Regions from separate parts of the Hordeum vulgare genome. Here region 1 is linked to region 2. A link is a contact called in public Hi-C data. All regions are on one chromosome and are shown on one strand. Each heading gives the region's core, a stretch centred on a gene start, on an enhancer-like site or on the middle of the called end of the contact. The rest is flanking DNA. Distances are from core to core; before and after follow the strand shown.

What was found. Hi-C and Micro-C count contacts between places; a contact is called where the count stands out from the background.
Region 1: a contact with region 2 is called in a Hi-C map of seedling, with 2.1 times the contacts expected there. The contact joins the enhancer-like site here to the promoter of LOC123402980 in region 2. A contact is called at or near these places in 2 of 6 Hi-C or Micro-C datasets (leaf and seedling).

What each region holds. Positions count from the first base shown.
Region 1 is chr6H:501,395,487-501,401,024 of MorexV3_pseudomolecules_assembly, reverse strand. It overlaps LOC123401911, which reads right to left. Exons shown (of 6, transcript XM_045095775.1): 6 at 3,218-3,670. The coding sequence ends at 3,608. Among protein-coding and RNA genes, the nearest start is that of LOC123401911, 10 kb to the right of the region's middle. Within about 2 kb of position 1,349, at least 2 of the 3 cell types and tissues checked have open chromatin away from gene starts, as enhancers often do. A contact at or near this core is called in seedling, where this site is marked.
Region 2 is chr6H:500,993,993-500,999,747 of MorexV3_pseudomolecules_assembly, reverse strand. LOC123402980 (ethylene-responsive transcription factor RAP2-4-like) reads left to right here and starts at 3,834. Exons shown (of 1, transcript XM_045096953.1): 1 at 3,834-5,755. The coding sequence starts at 4,455. The coding sequence ends at 5,447.

The DNA.
Region 1 (5,538 bases), core at 100-2,599, 400 kb before region 2:
GTTTTACATTGCATAATAACATGTCTGTCCTCTATTTTCTTTTTTAAAGATGGGGATGACGGTGGTAGAAATGTAATTATCTCCAACTTTACAAGGATAATGGATCATTAGCAATCCGTAATCCGATTTTAACTGGGATAGGATAGATTGTGAGTTTTTAATAATATATCGATCTAATTTTTATAATTTATATCATAATTTATCATGTTTAAAAAATAAAATAAAATATGAAAAGTGAATTATATAATCCGAGTAATTTCAAACAAGGCCTAAGACGTAAACATTGATGAGTCTGGAATGCCACTGTCCTTTTGTGAGTATCCAACCATAAAATGATTCGCTTATAGTTATGTCTTTTACCGCCACGAGTTCCTTCCTTGCTCCAACCACCGCCATTATTTCGCCCACGATGCTCGATGGATCACAGGCATGGATCGACGCTCGGAAGATAACACCAACATCAACACCATTGTAGCATTGGAGCTGGAGCCCAGAGATGGCACCTTTATAGGTGAGGCCGGCCGTATAGACTCGACATTTGTCTGGTCCATAGCTAGCCTACAGTGCACACACGACGTATATAGATGTGGAGATATAGCATGGATGGGATGGATCGGACGGGCGGGCAACGCAGCGTTTTGTTCCCTTGCGCGCGTTTGCTTGGATTATTGCTGGCTATGGCTAGCTTCCCATACCTAGAAGAAAGAAACTGCGCGCATCAATCCGATCCACACCGATGCTCCCGAGACGAGGACGACGACAGACAGCGTGGAGCTCGCCGCACATGGCGCCCGTTAGAGCATTACAGCCGGATATAACAAATATGATTTTTTAAACGCTTGTAAACGCGTTCGGTCAGTGATCGAACGTTTTCTCTATTTATCTGTTCGTACAATTGTATTTTTTTTTCTTTTTCATATGTCTGATCATTTATACATAATTGATGAAGAAAAAGAATGAGAAAGAAAATAATGAATAAAAAAACAAGAAGATGGTTCAGAATGGGGTCGCGTTTTACGTGATGGACTGTCTGACCGCGTCCGCGAGCCCTCATACTCTTGTTATATTTAATATGAATATGAGGATTTGTGGACAATTTAGACGTATATATAAAAATGACACGAAGAATCCGGTTAAATCATTTTTTTCCTCTCATGTCCGATCACTGATCGGACATGTGTCCGATCACTGATCGGACATGTGTACAAACGTACGGGGTAATTTGATGCGTCGGCTTTAGATCCTCCTTGGTTGGTACGTTCGTCGGCGCGGATGCTTCGAACAATCATCGACCGTATGAGACTCCGGGGAAAAGACACGCCTTCCAGGTCACCGCGCCGCACGCGCATGCATGCACTCGGCGTCCTCCATGATTGATTGATTGCTCGCTCGTGGCTCTGTCCGTCTAGTGCTGCACTGCTGCTGCTCGTGTGCATCCGTGAGATTGGTTGTTTTTTCAAGCACAAAAGCGCCATGAAAGATATATTTTTTTATAAAAAAGCGACATAAATTCTGGCATCGTTTTCTGCTCGAGTGTTGAGCTCGACATGTATGGGACTGTTCCCCCGGTTCGCAGGATCGTGCTTCTTGATCTTGGTACTATGAATAGCCAGGACAGGTCCACAGTTAAGCCCATCGAGAGAAGGCTGCGTCAAATTTGACGTATATGCAGTGTACACCCATGTTTATTTCAACGAATGCCAGTGTGTCTATTTGGCAGCTAATTGGCCGAATTTTTTTTTAAAAAAAAAAACTGGAAAGGTTGCCGGAATTCAGCTGTGAGTACGCAGTAGATAGATCCAGTGGGTTTTCTTATCTCAAAAGAGTTGGTGAGAATGTTGGGGGGCGCTGTCTGTCCGCGACCAAATTCCTTGGCCTCGCCGGCATGCACGCACGCACGCATGGCCTGCCCGATTGTTTAACGAAGTTTCCCCGGGAAAAAGAGAAAGCGCGCCATTAGTCTATGCTCGCCTCAACATAATGCTCGCGGCAACGGCGAAGTGACAGGCAGATCTCGCGCTTTTGCCACCACCCACTGAAGTGTGTATCTGCCAAAAATAATACCATGTTGGAGTGTTGGTTCGGCCGACGACGCTCGTCTCATGGGTCGTGACCTTGCGCATGGACGTGATCGAGTTGTTGGCCAAGATCATGATGGGGACGGCTAGCGTACTACGTAACAGCAACAGCCAACATATAGGCAAAGTTCATGTGGATATGGACAACCGCGCTTGGCACGCGCGCGTGCCGAGCAGAAGGATCGATCGACGTGATGTGCCCATTTGGTTGGGGCCGTTCTTGCACTGACGACATATATATGCTGCCTGCCAGTGCCAGGTAGCTTGGCACGAACGCCACACGCAGGGTACAGTACTAGTACTACAAGTTGACAACTTTAACTGATCATCAGTGCTTGGGACGGATCATGGATCGTGGATGGTCTGGTCGATCCGTTGGGGGTTTTCAATGCGCCACATCACAGCAAGCAACGACGATGCCTTGCGACCGTTTCGATCATTCATTCATCTGCGCATTTATTGGGGAGAAGACATATGCGTGAGTTGCTTGGCCTTAACGCAAAGGAACAGCAGCATCGATCAGGGGTGATTGGCCTACCGCCCCCTTTTTTTGCACTTCAGTTTGTGCACTTGAATTTTTGCGTGGTGCAATGCAAGCTCCGGGGCCTGGTTCGCGGAACAGCTTCTGTCCTGGCAAGAGGATTTCATCATCATCGTCATCATCATGGGACAAATAACAAATTTCATTGCCTCTCCGGCCAGCGAGGGATGGTTGTTGGACTTGGACCAACAGCCCGCGGCCACGACCGGCGGAAGTGGATCGCCGTTCCGCAGTGTCGCATTTCACATGATTGATGGGATGGTGGACACTACGCCGCGAGATTACGGCATCCAGTCACGGCACCGACGGCGATTTTGTGGCTCCTAGCAGATCCAATCTAGCATATGGATAACTTTTATGCCCAATTTCTCGCGTCGGAAACAGAAGGCGGCAACGCACTTGCAGAATCAAAACCACTAATACAAAGATCTTACCCGTTTCAAGATTTCTGACGGGCAGAAAAAAATAAGTTATGTAGGGGAACAAACACTGAGCAATCAATCATCAACGGCAGCACCTAAAAATAACAAACTATTGAAAGTTGTCACGTGATGCGGCAAGAGACGGTGGAAACATCAGCGGCAAGCACCGAAAAACGAATCAAAACTAAGTACATTATTTCCACTTCCCGTTTGGCTCTTTGGAGAGCAGGAAACAAAATGGTGCGATCTCACAGCCAGGTACAACTGAGCTACTGAATGGACTCCTGTCACAAACCTACAGTTCCTGACTCCCCCACTAAGATTTTTACAGAAGCATTTCCTAGACGATCTTCAGAGGCTAAGATGTTGGCCTATGTTTAAGTTAGGAGTAATCACTACGCCCGAATTCCCTACTTGATAACCCCCTAACTTTCTAGTTGGCACTTGGCAGGCAGACACCATACACATCTTGATTCAAAAGAATCCGGCTTATCCTACTACACCCCAGGGCAACAAGTTTACCAGAGCACAATCATGCAGGACTCGCCTTCGCAAAGAATTGATGATCAGATCTTTAGATCTTTCTTGCAGTTGTCTCTCAGGTCCTTTAACTTGACAACAGCTGAATGCTGCACAAATAGGGGTTTTGAGAACATTAGCACATGATCATATACTGACAATGCAATCAAGCAATGAAATACTCCAATCCAAAGTAAGGGAATATGCAGATATATAGTTGAAATAGCAGTTAACTGGTCTTGAAACAAAATGAACAAAGTTGATGACATAAGTACACTGTCCTAGCGCAACAAGTTACCACACAATCAAGACTAGGATTATCAAATCTCGACAGAGCAGAAAATTTCTTTCAGGCAAGGTAGTGATGCTACATGATCTACCAAAAATATTCGAACTGAACTTAAATGAAATAGCCTCCAAAAAGTTCAAGCGGAGTTGCAACAGCATATTTTAGCTCATATGTTTGTATGCTAACCCTACAGCTAGACCAAATGGCATTTTCAAAGACAAAAGGAACACTGATTAGCAGGGCACAAGAGGCGCTAACTCACATTATCAAGCTATGCCACATAACTTAATGATGTAAATATACCTAACGCGACCAAAACTAAAAGTCTAACAGAAATCTCTCCTCAGAATCTAATGCTTTGAGACAATAGATGATGATAGGTTTGAACAGGATCTCCTCTGAAGCTCAACTCGACAAGCTCTGCGACCTTTGGACCAAGCTACAGGGGACCGGATTCCTCTAGGGACTCGGTTCTTTGAACTGATATGTGAGCCAAATATGTTCTCTTCTGCCAAATCTGCACACAGCGCAGTACTTAGGCTCTATTCCTCTTACTCAGAAACACATGGCAAAGTTTTGGGAGATCAAGGCTGAAAACAAGGTCAAAAAAATTCTATGGCTGCTGCAGAACAACAGGAATTGGACAGTGAACAAACTTTCGCACACAATCCTGGCAGCATTGGCCCGTGCTGTTGCTTATATCATCAAGTCCTGGAATCTCCTGCTCATCTTGCACTGCAATGTCCCTTCTCTAAGGAGGTGTGGCAGCACTTTACTTCAAAAAGGACTTTTTTTTAGAAGGTACCACGTGTCATTCAATAAAACAACCAGGATACATGATCACACACCACACGCAGACCCAGCCAGAATGCTCCAGAAGCATCAGCTGTCTTGACACTTTGCAGAAAGGACCCCATAAAAAGAAAAATTACAAAAAAGACCTTGGAGACCCCTCCACAGAAACACCAACACTTGTCTCCATGAGCCGCCGCCGTCGGAGAAGGAGGCGAAACACCATAGAACCTTGACCCGGCAAGCTTCCTCACAGATAAACTGCTTTGTGGACCTCTTATGGATCCCGCCACGGACGGCGAGAACACTTCCTTTGGGGAACGTCGGCCAGGGAAGGCCCCGAGCTTGACCGTGTCGCCGCACCGCTCGATCCAATCGACCATGTCGACATAGAAGAGCAGCACCGCCCACCGGCACCCTCGAACCCAGCATCGAAACCCCCAGCACCTGGAGCATGCCAACGACGCCCGCCGGCCACACTCCTGTACAATTTCCCCCGAACTACGTGGTGGCATCGGAGCAAACGTGACCACGTCGACGGAGTTGGAGGACGAAAAGCACGCCGAAGTCACTGCCACCGCCGTCGCGACCCTACTCGGACACCTAGCTCGCAAATCTAACACCACCAACACCGGAAACCGACATGCCGTGAGCAGATCAGGAGCACACTTATTGAACGTCACTGCCATCGCCATTAGGGACAAGGAAATGGCAAGCCCACACCTAGCTACATAGCTTATACCTAGACTACAGTTGTACAAATCCGCATGGCAGATCCGGCAGCTCTACCCCCTCCGACGAGCCCGAGGCCCGTGGAGGGGAGGAGCTACCGGAGCCAACACCGGCAAGGTAGTCAAATTTCTCTTCGCCCTTTTCCTATAGAGAGATAAAGGGGAG
Region 2 (5,755 bases), core at 2,585-5,084:
CTAGGGGACTACATACGAAGTAAAATGGATGAATCTACTTTCTAAAGCATGTCTATATACATACGTATGTAGTCTCTTAGTGAAATCTCTTAAAAGACTTATATTTAGGAATGAAGGGAGTAGACAACTTTAATGAGGTGATATATAATTAAATGAAAAAAAGATGGTTGAGTATCATATTATGATATCGTTTCATATTAAATGATGTGCTACTATGTGTTATGCATGACAATAAATAAACTATTATATGATACTAACATGTGATATGATGCACTACGGATGTATTATGGAACACTAGTATCATATACATGATACTAGTATATGATACTCTCAATTACAACCAGCCTTAGCAACAACAGATTAAAATCAATACATTAAAGATTTTAGTTGCTAATTTTTTTATGTATTTAGCACCTTATATAAGAAACTCTGTATTGGAAGAGGCCTTATGATTTGTGTGGATGGGAGCCCTAGCTTACCAATCCAAACAGTTAATGTTGATCGAGTGTTTGGGCATCGATTGGATCGAAACCCATCACTTGGTGTGTCCATGATGGAGTCTCAAATTGTGTGCCCACTCGGAGTGCGCCGGACCGGTGTGTCACCTAGTCCCAGTGTTGTGGCTTGGATGGGGCATCCGACTTTAGACGTTAGGTTTTGGTGCGATGTCTGTTTGGTATTTGGCACGGACATTCGGCTTCCCTTCATCAAGGGGATAGGAGTAGCGGCATGTGTTGCCAAGATGGTGGCATCAGACTTATTGATGTATTACTTTATAAGGTCTTGTTGCATAATTAATAACATGGCTGCATGCATCGTCTAGATGCAGAGGCCGGATACATCCTCCTTTTATAAAAGTAAAAAATAAAAAAATGATGGAGTCTCAAATGTCCGCACACAGTGAGTCGTCAAGCCTCAAATAATTCATTCTACAGTTGTACTTCATATTAGAAACGTCAACTTCAGAGTTCAAAACAAGAAATCTCAAATCCATACTATTACATGTAACGTAAAACGGCATTTAAGCAAAGCTTGTCTGCCTACCTCGTGCCCATATTTGATGGCCGTATGCACTCCCCAGAGTGTTGGTCCGATCATCAGCGAGCTAGAGTAGGACATGTGACACTGTCGGCTCACTGGAGTCAAGGCCGGTCCTGAATTTTTGGGGGCCCGGGGCAAGCCTAAAATTTGGGGCCCTTAATATAGCACTATACCTATGTATGCATATGAATATAACAATGTTACCAGTGATCACATAAATGCATTGAAAATAAACATTCGTATCAAATTATTTGTGCATATTTATTACCTTTAAAATTATTATAACAATACTCTCACTTATGATGGATCAATAGCTCTTCCCTCTGATTTGATCAATTCAACCACACGGTGTTTCCTTTTCATTTCCTTTTATCAAAACCGATATATTCTAGTCAACATGATGATGCACCCAATGCTAAAATTTAAAATAAATTGCATCAAAGAATGAACGCTGCAATTTGTGCAGGATATATGGGAGACAAATTACTTAATTAGTAATATATAACACTATATGGGATAGGAAACAAAAATGGCAATACGGTATTACTGGGATAAGTCGGATCGGCATCGTTGATCACCTGATCTAGCGCTCGCCGATGATGAGATGTAGCTTGGCGTGGCTTGTGACCGGAAATTCTTGGTGATGTGTGTATGCATGCAACGCCTTCAAATTAGAAAACAGAATCGGTGTAGTTCGTCGCGTCGCAACTTGCAAACATGCGTCAGGGCCATCCGTCCGCCCACCATGGCCACATCCACTTTGACCCCAGCATGGACGCCACCCGCCGTCTTGCCGTTGTCGCCGGCCGCGTCGATCTAGGAGGAAGAAAATGCAACGAAGAGAAAAAGGAACAGACTAACTGCCCGGTTTTTCTGGTCAAGAAATAGCGGAGTTTGAGGAATGGCGGAACATATCACGATCATAGAAGAGTTACATGCTAATTTTCAGGACGTATTTTTTTTTGGATAAATTGTATCTGGCTAGGGAACACGTATTTTCTCAAAAGGGAAGGTTAGGAAACACGTACAGAACGAGGAACAAACGAGTACTACAGCCGTCAACATTTTGGGCCTCTCGGGGCCCCTCGATTTTGGGGGCCCGGGGCGGTCGCCCCCCTGCCCCCCTCAGGGTCGACCCTGATTGGAGTCGAGCTCTCGCTGTCTCGCGTGTCCTACTCTTTCTCGTTGGAGCCCGCAACCCGGACGGCGCCGATGAATGTGAGACCGAATGGATCCCTCCCGGGAGGAGCTGACGTCCACTACGATGAGGCGCCCGCACTGGTTCACCATACGGGACGCCGGAGAATGCAACTCCGCCTCATCAACGTCCACCGCCGCAAGGCATGCCACTGCCTCCCGTGCTTGCTGCCTCGCATGGCGGGCACACCGTGCCATGTTTGTGTGTGAGGACGCCCATGTTGCGTCCTCCAGCTCGGCATAATAATGGATGGGTTGTGCGTCCGCCCCCGTTGTCGGATGCGAGACAGACATCACCAAATATGGTGAGGGGACGACAGCACCGCTACCGGCGGATTCTCGACCAAAGGAGTCTATGCACTGCCGTCGGGCGGCCTCCTCCCGAGAGCGGTGGAGCGCAAGCCGAACGATCATCTCCTCCTCGGAGCCCCGTGAGATGAGCTCATGGTGGACGAATGTGGAGGTGTAGGACTCGGATCCACTAGCCGCCATGCCGAAGAAGGCCAGAGATCGCCGAACGAGAGCTTGGGTGGCGAAGTGATGGAGGGGACTGAAGTGGCTAGGGTTTGGTCCGTACAGAGGATCGAGATGAATATATATGAGGTCGGATGGGCCAGCAGGGGCCGGACTCGTCGTGGCGGACGCGCGTGGTCCTCCCCATATCCGCCTCATATTTGGGCTGGATATAAGGGGTGTCGGTCAGCCTGACTGTTTGAGGCGTATGTCTCGATCATATTTTGCGAATGGTCACTGATTAGGCTCTCCGTCTGGACGTTTTAGGCGGGTTTAGGACGTCCGATTATAGATGCTGTAACGAGGAATTTTGTTTTTGTTTGCCATTTTTTTTTTGAAATATAGAACGACATTCGTGGGAAACGTGGGAAAAAATGATGCTCCAAAATATGTTTGAAAATAACATCTTGGAGCATCGATATTTTTGTTTGCCATATTTTTCACGATTAACAACTGGTGATAAAATTTTGCAAGCAATTGAAACATTTATCAATATTTCACACATAAAAGAATCATTTCTTGTGTTTTTTTTTTTTGATTTTCCTGTTTGCTCGAGCTCATATGAGCTCGGGATAAGAACAACCGTGTCTAAACAAACAGACTAAACAGAAGATTACGAAACTAATGTAGAAAAAGATATGTACATGTGAAAAATGATTTAGCACCTTATTTTAAGCAGTGGGTTCGGAGCTCTTGGCGCAGCTCAGAAGCCGAATTCCGGAGCAGAGCACAAAGGGCAGGGGCAGCACATTGTGAGGTCAAACGAGCGCACCACCACCCAATGAGACGAGGCCACTTGCACAGAACTACAGCGTGGAGATGATCACCCGCGTGTCCGGAGCACAAGTGGCGGATCCTCATTGGCCGCAACTTGCGGTTCCCGCGTGCTGCCCGGCGCGTGCTGACGCCATGGGCGAAAGCAACGTCTCATTTTTCAAAACCGCAGTGCAGCTCCCAACAGAACAAGAAACGATTAACGAAATTAACCCCAATCACATCGCTTTGTGGCAGCAAATTGCACGGCGGGTGGGCGTTGCTTGGCTTGGCGTGCACTGCCGGCGGGAGCCTGGCGCTATAAAACGCCCGGGCGCGACGCCCCTTCTTCCTCAGAGAGACGCCTCAACCCCCACCACCCACCGACTGCAAACGCGCAGCCAGCCACATCCCATCCCATTCCACTCCACGGTGAGGTTGAGCGATCTGACGAGCCCTTTGAGCAGCGACGACGACGGCAGGTTTGTTCTCTGAACTTCTCTGGTCTTTTTAGCAGCAGCCAGCAGGACCACGCGAGAAACAGAGGCCCTGCTCAAGGGGTCCTTCTTCTGGGATTATTAGATCGGAAGAAGCGCTCTCCTCTTGCTCGGGGCTCCTCTTGATTTCTTGGCGACCTCACCACTCTCCTAGAGGAACAGAGATCCAGAGAACCTTTTTTCTCTCCTGGATTCTTGCCTTTCTTTTTCCTTTTCTTTCTGCCTTCCTTAATTTGCCTCGGCACGGCCGGAAAGGGTTCTTTTGCAATACCCTTCGAGTTCGTCCGGATTTATTCCCTGTTTTCCCCTCGTTTCTCTAATTTTATTGAGGAACAGGGCCCTTTTTTTTTCCCTTCCTTTCTGCTTGCACGAGAAAGCTCCTTTTTTTCCGTCCCGTTTTTGGTTCGCCCTTCTCTGCATCACCATCTTCTTCTTCCTCTGTCCAAAGCCCCCATGGCCGCAGCCATAGACATGTACAAGTACAACCCCGCCACGCACCAGATCGGCTCTGCCTCGGATCAGGAGCTCATGAAAGCACTCGAACCTTTTATCACGGGTGCTTCCTCCTCTTCCTACCCCTACCCCTACCAGTACCAGTATTACTCTTCTCCTTCCATGACCCAAGATTCATACACGGCCACCCCATCATCGTCGTCATCCTACGCCTCGTTCGCAGCCCCTCCTCTACCCACCACCGCGCCCTTCTCGCAGCTTCCGCCGCTCTACTCCTCCTCTTCGCAGTATGCCGTGAACAACGGATCCATGGGGCTGGCCCAGCTCGGCCCGGCCCAGATCCAGCAGATCCAGGCCCAGTTCTTCGTCCAGCAGCAGCAGCAGAGGGGCCTGGCTGGCGGCTCCTTCCTTGGGCCGCGCGCGCAGCCGATGAAGCAGTCCGGGTCGCCGCCGCCGCGCGCGTCCGCCGCGGCGCTGGCGCTGGCCGGAGTGGCGCCCGCGCAGTCCAAGCTGTACCGCGGAGTGCGGCAGCGCCACTGGGGCAAGTGGGTGGCGGAGATCCGCCTCCCCAAGAACCGTACGAGGCTGTGGCTCGGCACCTTCGACACCGCCGAGGACGCCGCGCTCGCCTACGACAAGGCCGCCTTCCGCCTCCGCGGCGACCTGGCCCGCCTCAACTTCCCGTCGCTCCGACGCGGCGGCGCCCACCTGGCCGGCCCGCTCCACGCCTCCGTCGACGCCAAGCTCACCGCCATCTGCCAGTCGCTCGCCGCGCCCTCGTCCAAGAACTCCGCCGAGGCGGAGCCGGAGCCGGAGTCCCCCAAGTGCTCCGCGTCCACGGAGGGAGAGGACTCGGTGTCCGCCGGGTCCCCGCCGCCGGTCCCGGAGATGGAGAAGCTGGACTTCACGGAGGCGCCGTGGGACGAGTCGGAGACCTTCCACCTGCGCAAGTACCCGTCCGTGGAGATCGACTGGGACTCCATCCTGTCGTGAACAGCAAGCAGCTACTACCACTACCAGTACAGTCTTCGTTAAGCTCCGTAGCTATGATGTAATTTCTCCTTGGATCGAATCGGCGGCTGCTCTGGCCCGACGGCATTTTAGACGTCGGCCATGGCTGCTGCGAGTAGCTAGCAGTAGCAGTAGCAGTAAGAAGCCAGTGGTGTTTAGTGCTGTAGTAAGGTCGTCGCTACTACGTGGTGTAACTGATCTCCTGGTTGACCCGCCGGCAGTTTTTTCACGGCAAAGGCGGCCAGTCGAGAGGTGTAATCGTGTTTACCCGTTGGAAATTGCACTAGCTT